Linked DNA regions of Sus scrofa: region 1 is linked to region 2. The links are chromatin contacts, called in public HiChIP or PLAC-seq maps. All regions are on one chromosome and are shown on one strand. The core of a region is the stretch at or near the end of the contact, and the rest is flanking DNA. Distances in the headings are between cores, read along the strand shown. Region 1 overlaps SLC14A2 (urea transporter 2). Region 2 overlaps SLC14A2 (urea transporter 2).

Evidence for each region. HiChIP or PLAC-seq counts read pairs in DNA pulled down with a chosen protein or histone mark.
Region 1: an H3K27ac HiChIP or PLAC-seq map of skeletal muscle shows a contact between it and region 2, with 3 times the contacts expected there. The contact joins two enhancer-like sites. A contact is called at or near these places in 1 of 47 Hi-C or Micro-C datasets (alveolar macrophages) and 1 of 2 datasets of contacts at active chromatin or transcription factors (skeletal muscle).

The regions. Positions count from the first base shown.
Region 1 is chr1:95,253,099-95,256,056 of Sscrofa11.1, reverse strand. The region is part of intron 3 of SLC14A2 (urea transporter 2); the gene reads right to left. Among named protein-coding and RNA genes, the nearest start is that of SLC14A1, 100 kb to the left of the region's middle. Within about 2 kb of position 1,581, at least 19 of the 83 cell types and tissues checked have an H3K27ac peak or open chromatin away from gene starts, as enhancers often do. A contact at or near this core is called in skeletal muscle, where this site is marked.
Region 2 is chr1:95,085,443-95,088,552 of Sscrofa11.1, reverse strand. The region is part of intron 2 of SLC14A2 (urea transporter 2); the gene reads right to left. Among named protein-coding and RNA genes, the nearest start is that of SLC14A2, 250 kb to the right of the region's middle. Within about 2 kb of position 1,827, at least 15 of the 83 cell types and tissues checked have an H3K27ac peak or open chromatin away from gene starts, as enhancers often do. A contact at or near this core is called in skeletal muscle, where this site is marked.

The sequences.
Region 1 (2,958 bases), core at 332-2,831, 170 kb before region 2:
GTTGGATCCCTACTGTGTGCCCTTAGGCTTCCCCAGGGGGACCACAACTGCCAGGCTACCGTCAGCAGACTCAGAGTGGAGGGAAAGTGGGGTGGGGGCAGGGCCGCTGGGGCTGCTGTAAGCGTTCAGGGCAGTTCCCCAACCTCCCAGGCCCCTGGGGAGACCTGCCCAGGCTTTCACACCAGGACTTGGCTGAGCAGGCAAGTGGGAGGCGAAGACGCCAGGCCAAGGAAACGCCTGCAAAAAATACACACCTGGTTTGTGCCAGAAGATCCCAGGGGTAGACCTGCTGGAGTAGGGGTCAGCTGGCAAGACAAAGTGAAGCTGTGTGTCAGAAGCCATACTGTGAAGAGTTCTCGGTGGTAAATTTGGACCCTAGTTCTCCCAACATTAGCAAAGATGGCTCCCACTGTATTGCTCTCATTTTGAAATTCTCCTTCTGGCTCTTTTCTCTAAAAGGCTGTCTGTTTCTGGCACCCATGCAAGAACATGCCCAGTGGGGAGAGGCTGCACCCTCCCTGGCACACGCTTGCACATTTGAGAGGAAAGGGCCTGAAATTAAGGGGTTTCTGGAGTTTTTGGTGTGCATCAGTATGTAGCTGTCCCTCCCTGTGGCCTGTCGGGTTTAAGTCTGAAGGAGACCTTGTCCTGGGGCTGAATCTAAAGTAGTCTCATGTATGTCATCTTGCACCCACCTGAGTTAGGAGGTTGCTGAAGTTCTGGAGAAGGAAACATGATTAAGTTTTCCAAAATTTGTGTTGCATTGATACATTTTGCCCAAGGCTTTGCAATTATGGGAATTTGTGATTATGGGAAAGGAGAATTTCCATAAGTCTCTACAGTCTCAAGATTGAAAGGGATATCCTTTGCCTCTCTCAAACATTTTGTAGTGCCTCCGACTGTTGGCTGCAGTCCCATGACCCCATGAGGCAGGCTGTTCTCACTGTGAACAGCTCTGATTACTGGAAACCCTTGGGTCCGGAGAGCTGACATCAAGCCTCTGGGTTTTACCCATCACTGGTTCCAGTTCTGTCATCCTGTTGGCACAGGACACACCCCCCCCATCACACATGAGAACACTGCAGAGATTAACTCTAAGCCTTCCTTTCTCTACGCTGGACCTCTTGAGCATCCCTCGACTTGGCTCACCAGACAAGATCTCCAGACTCTCTGCCATCTTGCCACTGGATCACAGAGACAGCAGAATAAAAGGCAGGGACCTTGCTCTGAAAGGACCTCGCTGAGCTGGCTGAGTCCCTGCACCAGGGGCTCTGCTGATCTCTGAACCGCGTGGCCAGCTGCTGAAAGGTTGAAATCAGCTGCGCATGGCTGAGTGGATGCTGGAATAGGGACAGAATAGGCCTGTGGGCTGGATCCCCACGGAGGTCAGGGAGGGATAAGGCTGAGAGAGAGTCTTGGTCACTAGACAGATAGGCAGGGGAAAAGAGGAAGGGGCCTGGCCAGCCATTGGGCCAAGGTGAGAGGTGCCTTTCTCAGGGCCAGTTGTGTAAGAGGCTGGCTGAGAGCTGCCTCTTGTTAGGGGTGGCTCAGAGCTTTTCTTGGCAGCTCCAGCCCAGTGAGTCTAATGTGGGCTGAGCAGAGCCTGACTCACTGGGGCCAGAGGGTCAAGCTGGGAGGGACTGGGGCAGCATGGGTCCTCTGAGCCATGCACAGACTCTGGGGTTGCACAGTTGGTGCCTATCTTGCTGGCTCTCCTGCAGGACCAGGGCTGGGAATCTAACCAGGGCCCTCAGCTGAAAGGCTCAGGAGCCTATGTGGGATGAGAGTAAGAGGCTGGACCTTTGATCTCTCCCTTAGACTTTCTTTCTTTCCTTCTTTCTTTTTCTTTCTTTCTTTCTTTCTTTCTCTTTCTTTCTTTCTTTCTTTCTTTCTTTCTTTCTTTCTTTCTTTCTTTCTTTCTTTCTTTCTTTCTTTCTTCTTTCTTTTTTCCTTCGCTTTTTTAGGGCCGCACCTGAGGCATATGGAGGTTCCCAGGCCAGGAGTAGAATTAGAGCTGTAGCTGCTGGCCTATGCCACAGCACAACAATGCTTCCTCAGATTTTCACCTGTGTTTGGAAGGATATTCAGAGGGGTGCCCACGCCCTTCTCGGCGGACACTTCTCAAGTGGTCTGACCCTTCCCCAGGCTGGGTACTGGCCCCTGTCTCACCATCCCAACAGCAGCCATTACTGGGCCACCATACTTCTGCTTGAGGGCCCCAACCTACATTAGTCTGCTCTCTGCCACTGGGCCAGGCCCTCCCCTGTCCAGGCCGGCCCCCTAGTCCTCTCCATGTCACCACTGGTGATGGATGAGTCATCTTCAAACACTGCTTGGTCATGCCATGGCCCCAAAAGCTTCTGAGGTGCTCTGCACCTGTCTTGCCACCTCCAGGCATGACCCGTGGGGCTCAGGTGGCACAGGGGAGCTCGCTGCTCTGGGGGTGAAATGTTTTTGGAGGGAAATAGTTGTATATTTAAGCAAATATGGCATATTACAAAGTAGAGTGCACACTTTCTTATTTTCAAACATTTTGAGTCTGTAGGTGGCTGCTTCAGGTGTGTCTTCAAACCACCTGGGGACAATGTGTGGGTCAGTTGGGGCTACTTGAGGGAAAAGTTAAGCAGCCTCAAAAGTGGCAACTGTCCTCGCTCTGCTGTGGTTCTGCCTCTGGGCTGGGCCCCTGTGCCTGAGCTGATTTCTAGCTTCTCCGTCCACAGCACTTGTCCTTTTCCTGTGCAGGAGGCCTCCTCAGGCTTGATTCTCTTCAAGTGTGTTGTTCTCCATTGTCCACCTGGATCCTGTCCCCAACCCACCCCCATTGTTACCATGGTGACTTCCTGATCACCCACAGGTGTTCTGACCTTGCCTTTGACCTGTGGGGGTTGGTATCTGTTTCACAGTGTAACAGCCACACACCTACACACACCCTACATGCACACTCTCATCCACACATGC
Region 2 (3,110 bases), core at 578-3,077:
CCATCAATTGTCAAACCAAGGACAATGCAGCCAAGGACAACTCTTACACACATATCCAGTCCTTCTGTCAAAGGAACATGTGACCATACATCTCCCCAGATGTCCCCACCCTTTATGTGAGCAACCCCCAGACCCTGAATTGTTAACAGTTCTGGTTAACTGAGGTTTGATTTGCTGAATGAGTAAACAGATAAATCAGCAGGTAATTATTCATATAAACAGCAAAATAACCTTTCAGAATAGGTTATCATTGCTCTTTGACTAGTTTATTGATGACCCATGATTCTTAAAATCTCTGACAGAAAAGGAGTTTAGAAGTAATCTAATCCAAATCTCTCTATTGAATTGATATGCCAAGAAACTTAAACAAAAATCATTTATTGGCATGTAATTGTGGATGTAGTGAAATATCTCTAAGATGATAATATGAATATAAATAGGAGGGAGGAGTTTATTGCTCTGAATTTGATGTCTGTTTATTTTTCAATTTAACTTTTAGACCCATTTTGGAACTTATTTTTCTCAACCTTTCTTCCTTTCCTTTCCATAATCCATATCCTATCCATTCTTCAAATCCTAATTTGATCCTAAATTTTTTCATGGAATTTTCCTAATGGTTAGTTATTTTTCCTTCCCCTGAACTACTATTTTGTTTTTAACTGAACTTCTGTTTAGCTTAGTCTCTCACTATGACACTTGCTGGATTGCTTTCTAACCCTTTCATCCTTCCAAACTGATCACATGATGAACATAGAAAGTGTATCTTCAATTTCTTTCTTCCCCCAAAGCCCCTCATTTGGGGATTGTCTTAGGTACTTTCAGGACCCTCCTCATGTTCCTTGGACCTTCAGTGGGCTTCAGCTAACTTACAGCTGCTAATATTTGCATTTCTGTGCCTTCTTCCATCCTCCGTAGAGGAAATATTGCTCTATGAATATATGGCAAGGCAGAGTTTCGAAGAGTTACACCCCCTGGCACTAGCCCTCAAATCAATGACTCTTGGGGAACTGGTGTATAAACACCTCAGCTCTCTCACTCCTTGAAATGGTCCCAAGCCATGTGTTTTGCACCATTTCCCAGAGTTTTCTCAAGAGTTAGGCTTCAGTGGTGCACAGCCGTAGCTGGCTAAATAAATGATGTTGCCACGATTCACTGCCTTTTCTTCCCCATATTACTTGCCTGGATTCTCTCGGGTGTTACCTGTGATCCCCATTTAAACTGTTTGCACTCACATCGCTACCTCAGAGTCTGCTTCTGGGGGAACTCAAAAACAGGCATAGAGGATAGAGTCAGTATTGATTTGTTAATTGGCTGATTAACTGACTATCAGAATGTTACCTTTTGGGTATAGGGATTGTGTCTTCTCTACTCAGAGGTCATGAGGCCATTGTCCCTAGTGGTCCTCATTCAATCCTAGTTGAATGGAACAATGATGATGAGCAAGGGTCTCATCTAGGTTCATCTAGTTCTGTCCACCATTCTGTATTTGTGATCTATTACTGACTTTGGTAAGTAGCAAAGAGCCAAGGGGAATTATGTCAAACGCTATGAGCTCTCTCCCATCCCTGCTGCTACCAGCTGCAAATAATTCTCACATTGTATTGTCTTTACACTGATTACCTCCTGACAAGGCCAAGAAGAAATCTTGACCCTTGGTTACAACTAAACCAAAGGCTCCTTCCCTTTGGAAGCTGAAAGAATGAGAAAATACATAACAGCAAGATATTTCCTAACAGGGCCATGTCAACTTTGTAGATAAATAAAATATCAGAGACCAAATGAGGCTAGATCAGCAGTTTGGACCTCTCCCCAAGCAAGCAAAAATGTGATGTCTGACTCTAACTTGGACTGACTTCCAACTTTGTGATTCACAGCTGCAGCCAAGCAGAGCACATCCAATAATGCTCTTTGTTTTCCACTTAGAAAAAAAAATAAGGGGGCTGAGGAAATATATAAATGGCTCATAGGAGAAGGGGGCTTTAGCAGACAGTCAGTCTGACCATAGCGAGACAGGCAGATGGTTTGTGGGACCAACGCCAGCTGGGTGTTTCCATAAGTGATCGCATATCTCCTTTCTGTGCCCGCACCCAGCTTGATTAAGAGGTCAGAAGCAGGCTGCCACAGCACGAGGCCTGAGAGTGCATGATATACAGCCAACCTGTCGGTCGCCTAGAAACAGCTCTGTAAAGGGGCCCAAAGACAAATCAATTTATAAAGCCCACAAGTTTGGGCCCAGCAGTGCTGGCTGTTATTAGACATGAAGTTTGATTCTTTGAGTTTGCTTTCTCAAATGCCACTCAGCCCCTTTAACTTGGACCTCACATCACTTCCTTTCCATTTTTTTTTTTTTGGCCATACCCACAGCATGTGGAAGTTCCCCAGCCAGGAACCAAACCAGCACCACAGCAGCAATTCAAGCCAAAACAGTGACAAGGCCAGATCCTTAACCCACTGAGCCACCAGTGAACTCTGGTATGGTCATATCTTTTGATAAGTGACAATACCCCTCATGTAGGATTCTGGGAAGTGAGTAGGGGTGGAGGCAGAAGGCAGGAGAAGACAGGGTTCAAGAAAAACTAGGCAAGGTCTGGTTCACCTTCTTCACTGCTGAGCACTTTACTGTGTGCCCAGCACTGTGGGGAATGTGGGAAAAGGAGACCACAAGGTTTATGCAACCCATAGATGCAAAGAGTTGAAATGAGAGGAACTGACAATGTGGATTTTTACAGCATAAGTGAGGTGCTCAGGAAAAGACTTCAGAGAGGAGTGGCATGAGGGACATGAAGCAGGTGGGACCACAGTGATAAGGAGGCAGGATTTTCTGAGATGTCCCAATCATCTGAGCAAACTTAGGAAAGTCTCTTAACTTGAATACACCTTGTTAAGTTTTAACCTTACTTTTAAGATGGAACAGGCATTTCCAAATAAAGGTCTCGGGGAACAAAGGCTGAGCATAATAGTCTAGGACCAATGAGGACTGGTCTGACTGCCGCGGGTCTTGGGAGTTTGTTCATTGATTTGTGAGGAATCCCATTTTCCAGTGATTTTGTGGCAGACCTGAGAGGCCCTTGGGATGGTTGCCTGCTGGCCATACCTTCCTCTGCTTATGT